Linked DNA regions of Sus scrofa: region 1 is linked to region 2. Evidence: chromatin contacts called from public Hi-C data. All regions are on one chromosome and are shown on one strand. Each heading gives the region's core, a stretch centred on a gene start, on an enhancer-like site or on the middle of the called end of the contact. The rest is flanking DNA. Distances are from core to core; before and after follow the strand shown. Region 1 has its middle 330 kb from the start of FPGT. Region 2 has its middle 240 kb from the start of FPGT.

Region 1 (2,700 bases), core at 143-2,642, 91 kb before region 2:
AATGAACGAGCTACAAAAGCTAAAAGTGTTCTAAATAGTCTCATCTATATTTTCAATTTAGGACCCAAAAAGACTGGATGTAGCTGGAAAGGAACTGAAGCTAGAGGTTGAGGCAAATAGCAGTGGTACTCTAGAATAGCAGAGCAGAGGAATTAAAGACAGAGAAGGTCAAGTGCATTGAGCTGCTATGGATGCAACAGGAGTTATGATCTGTCTGGAGATTGAAGGACTCAGGAGCTGAGATGAAAAGTTTAATGGAAGAGAAATGACAGGAAGTTCCCTGAGGACTCCTTATAGAAAGATGCGCCCCAAACCAGAGAAAGGACTATTGTGTACACTCTTCTGGATTTCTCGTGTGTGCTTTGCCAGGTAACAATAAACGTTTTAATAATAAATAGTATAATTACTCCTTTCTACCAGTGAGAGTATTAGTAGGAGATTTTCAGTCCATGCATACCTGCCTCTAATACATGATCCATTCATTTGTTCTTTCAATCTGCCTTCCTTTTCTTTTTTCTTATTTCTTTGCCTTTCTCTCTCCCTTACTTCTTCCTTTTTTACCAACTGCTTTCTTCCCTTTTTTCCTCCTATTTTAACTATTTTTTCTCTTTACCACTGACTACTTTGTCTTTTATCTGAAGAAGTCAAGAGTTACTAAATAACTTGGTTTTAGTTAAGGATGGGGGAATTCAGTGGTCATATAAGTAAAACTAGCAGGATAAATTCTATTAATTTTCTTATGAAAAGTGTCCTGCAGTCCTGAGATTTAAATTTCACAGAGCAGTTTTCTGCACAAAGCTTGTGATGTGCCAGCCTCAGGTTATTTATTTACAATCGTATTTCTTGCTGAGGTGAAAGGTAAGCAAGGAATGAAAGCAATTATCACAGTTTTTTTCACTAGGGCTGTCACTGCAAAGTGCCCCTGTGACACAGCCTGACACTTTTAATGAATTCCCAGGGTTATGCAACAATGCTACTAACACCCACATCTGTCACTCAGAAATAGGGATTTTCCTTCTGTTCTTGAGCTTGGATGCTAACATTCTTTGTCCCAGCTAATGAGGATCTGACTTTTTATTCTGGAACAGAGCACTTTAATAATGTGTCTCCACAGATCACACTGAACAAACCCTTAAAGTGTGATTCAATCAGATCTAATTCCAAATACAATGTTTAATACTACTTCAGTGGAAGATGCTTAGAGGCTTTTTGTTTAGATACAGCTGCACATATTGAGGAGTGAAAAGGCCCACAGTTAGATTTCCCATTTTCCTCTTTACAATTGCACTGCCTTGCCTTAAGTCCATTTCTATTTGTGTGCTTGCACACCTCTTTACTGACAGGGATTTCTGAAAAATTGTTTTGTTGAACTCTGGCAGAAATGCATGGCTGCCCAGCACTATTTAACAGTCTGTGCTCGGTGGGGAAAGCTGGCTTCTGTAAGTCACAGACTCTTGCCTCCCTACGCAAACCTGATTTTAAAGAGTCTCTATTCAACCTGCTTTGTTGTTAGGAGAGACCAAAATAGTGATGAGAATGATATAAGGTGTGTGCAAACATAGGAAAACTGTTTTGTTTTTTTTAAACTGGATTTTCAGGGACTAAACCCATAGTATCAGCACTGGATGTGAGTTTAAACAAGAGTTATGATAAAACTTGAGCATCTTAGGAAGAAGGGGCACATTCTGAAGAAGGCATCTGCCAATAGGCCTGTCTCTGGAGGGTAACAGATGCCTAAGATATATGGTGCAGTCATAACAGAGGGTGTGAATGCAGCCTTAGTTTGGGAAAGTCTAATTCAGTAGGTTAATGACAGTAAGTGAGCTGGGTCTGGGAAAGTCCAAGTAGTGGATAATATGAATGGTTAATATTAACACAAATGTGCAGTGCTGGACAGATTTCAAGTTCTTAGTCCACTCAGAGAAGAACACCAGGAAAGAGCTGGAGAGATCACAGTAGATAGGATCCAGCTAGGAAAAGCTATGGAGGATATCCAACCCCAGAAAGTGAACTGAGGGTGAGAAGGGACTTCAGTACCAGTGGAAAGCTTAGGAACCACATTCTAGAACCAACTTGGAAGCCCAATGATGCTGTTTCAACAAAGAAGAGGTGAAAGACAGGAAAAGGCAAAAGAGAGAACTGGCAGAGTGGGTTAAATTTTAAGTAAAGTGCTCATTAAGCAACTGACCAGTAAGCCAACAGGTGTAAGGTTAAAGGACTTTGGCAAAGTGGACTTTTCCCAGTGCAGAGAGGGTAAATGGGCAGGCTGAAATCTGAAGAGCCCAGAGGTGCCTGAGATAAAATCAGATCAAAGTCAATGAAGTTCGTTACATGTCCCGAGGTTGAGGTTCCAGTGATTTTTAACAGGTGTCCTACCAAGATCAGTGTTGGTTAGTAACTGAGGGAAGCTTGAGGTGCAGGTAGAAAGCTTGAGTGGCACCAGCAGAGAATGGCTGGAAAAAGGCTGAGACTGATGAACAAGTGAAAAATCACATAAGGTTTAGAAATAAATTCTAATTAATCAATTAAGTTTAAGATCGCATATTCAAGACCTAGGTTCTAAATAATAAATGCTGAAAAGGGTTTGGAGAAAAGGGAACCTCTTACAGTGTTGGAGGAAATGTAAATTAGTAAGTGCAGCCACTGTGGAAAACAGTATGGAGGTTCCTCAAGAAACTAAAAATAGAGCTACTAAATGAT
Region 2 (2,700 bases), core at 56-2,555:
ATCATTGGGAGTATTATATGTAAAAATATATTAAGTGTCTAGATACAAATGATGATTTCCAGCCTTTCATTCTCCACTGGAAACCACAGCCCCTTCATAATTAGCTAGAGGTGAAGGTTCTTCTTGATATCCTGATCTTAGGAACAGTGCTTTAAATATTCCTTTATTCTTTCAGTTTATGAGTATAAAGCTTAGATATTTTATTTTATTTTATTTTATTTTATTTTTTTGTCTTTTTGCTATTTCTTGGGCCATTCCCGCGGCATATGGAGATTCCCAAGCTGGGGTCTAATCGGAGCTGTAGCCACCAGCCTACGCCAGAGCCACAGCCACAGCAATGGGATCTGAGCCGCGTCTGCAACCTACACCACAGCTCACAGCAACACCGGATCGTTAACCCACTGAGCAAGGCCAGGGACCGAACCCGCAACCTCATGGTTCCTAGTCGGATTCGTTAACCACTGCACCATGACGGGAACTCCAAAAGCTTAGATTTTTAAGTGAGAAATACAAGTCATATCATACTTCTAGAAAGATAGAGTAATTAGACTGTAAACTTATTGTGTGTGTATGTACCTTGAAAAACATCATTTAGACTTTACAGAAAACACCTGAGAAGATTTTCATCCATAAGCAACAATGAAATATTTTGGAAAATCATCAGGTCATGTCTTATTTACTCCAGATAAAACATGTAAAAATGTAATGATATATTTACTGCAGAGTCAATTCATTTATACAACAAACATTTACTAAGCATCTACTTTGACTTATTAAGCTAGATTACTTAACAAAAAAAAATCAAGTCATTCTTTCAAGTTACCTGAGTGATCAGCACTGGATATGCAGCAAGGTCTTTGGGGAGCATTTTTAACTGTAACATATAGTTATTTAAGGACAAGAGCCCACATGTACCCATTGGCTTGATTTCCCCATAAATATTTATAGAATAAATTACTACCAAAATAAACACTCTTTTTTTTTCAACCCCTTATTAAAACTTTTTACCCATGACAATGTTGAACTTTGTCAGAATCCAGTAATCCTAGAAAAGAGCGATGTTTAAAAATAAATAAAACATATTTTCATGTTCCAGGCAGTGGTTTACTGCAAAGAAACAATTTTACCCATGTAAGTTAGCTAAGACTAATGAATGCTCCCCTTGTTTACCTATGACAAAGGTAGACAAAAACCCTCCAAATTCCTACTGTTTCACATATTAAGGATTAGCTGAACCACGTGTCTCCACTGATCAGTCAGAACAGAATGCTTATTTACCAAAGTTTGCTTAAGCGTCTCCCCTTCCCCCAGGCACCTGAACTTTGACCTGAGCCAGCATAAAGCTCCTTAACAGTCTCAATTGGGAACAGGCAGCCTTAGGGTGACACACAGTCCGATCCACACATTCATCCCACTTCCCCACATTCTGTTTTTTTCTAATGTTGTTTTATTTTTCCCTAAAAAAGAAAAACCCCTTCTGATGAATTTTTGAATGCTTGCAAATCTCATGGTTCATTGCAATAGTCCCCCTTCCTTTATTTATAATAGACCCCTTTCTCCCCCTTTCTCCTTTGCAATGATCCTTCCCAAAAAGTCTCTTCTTCCCTACATCTAGAATGTTGTGCTTTTGTTTGTTTTAACTTTAAAAGAAAGTTACTGCTAGGAGTTCCCATTGTGGCTCAGCAGTAATGAACCCAACAAGTATCCATGAGGATGCAGGTTCTATCCCAGGCCCTGCTCATTGGATCAGGGATCCAGCGTTGCTGTGAGCCATGGTGTAGGTTGCAGACATGGCTGGGATGCCACATTGCTGTGGCTGTGGCATAGGCCAGCAGCTACAGCTCTGATTCGACCCTTAGACTGGGGACTTCCATATGCTGTACGTGCGGCCCTAAAAAAGCGAAAAAGAAAAAAAAGTTACTACCCTCAACACACCCAAATACACAAATGTGAACTAAATATCTAATAGACTTTATTTTTCACATCTGACCTCATAGGGTATGGTTTTCTGATTCTCTGACATAAGAATATGTGTTAATATACAAGTTGAATACAGGTAAATATTTCAAACATATACCAAATAAAGATAATTTTGCAAATAAGAGTTCTGGATCCTGTCTTAGGTTGTGGGGGCACTTATAAAATAACTATCTCAATGTTAGGGTCTACTCTCTTTTTATTACACAAACTCTTTCCTTAAGATTGAATATGTACTGCCATCTACTGGTAAGTAGTATAAAATCAAGTTAATACAGCTAGTGTTGCTTTCTTCTACAAAAGTATGTGAGCATATTTGCTGAAAAGACCATCTTCTCAAATACCTAACAGACCTAACAACAAATATTTATGTTCAGTATGCATTATTTATTGACCAACCATGTTTAAAAATTCTTTTGTCTAGGATTTTCTCAAAACATTTTTTAGTTGCTAAAATATTTTTAAATGATTCAGGACTAAATACCTGAACAAATCTAATCATTACACTCATTGAATAGGATAGCAGAGTTCAGTACAAATACAGAGCAATGATGCAAAAAGTGTGGTGTGTAGACTAGCAGTACCAGTATCATTTGGAAACTTGTGAGAAATGCAGAATTTTAGGCTTCTTCCCAGAACTACTTAAACAGAATCTGCATTTTAACAAGATCATTATGTTATGTGTGGGCACATTAAAGAAGCACTGGTACAAAGTATGATATA

The links. A called contact is a pair of places that touch in the nucleus more often than the background predicts.
Region 1: a Hi-C map of liver shows a contact between it and region 2, with 10 times the contacts expected there. The contact joins two enhancer-like sites. A contact is called at or near these places in 2 of 47 Hi-C or Micro-C datasets (liver and skeletal muscle).

The regions. Positions count from the first base shown.
Region 1 is chr6:139,283,488-139,286,187 of Sscrofa11.1, reverse strand. No RefSeq gene overlaps it. Among named protein-coding and RNA genes, the nearest start is that of FPGT, 330 kb to the right of the region's middle. Within about 2 kb of position 1,392, at least 3 of the 83 cell types and tissues checked have an H3K27ac peak or open chromatin away from gene starts, as enhancers often do. A contact at or near this core is called in liver, where this site is marked.
Region 2 is chr6:139,192,151-139,194,850 of Sscrofa11.1, reverse strand. No RefSeq gene overlaps it. Among named protein-coding and RNA genes, the nearest start is that of FPGT, 240 kb to the right of the region's middle. Within about 2 kb of position 1,305, at least 2 of the 83 cell types and tissues checked have an H3K27ac peak or open chromatin away from gene starts, as enhancers often do. A contact at or near this core is called in liver, where this site is marked.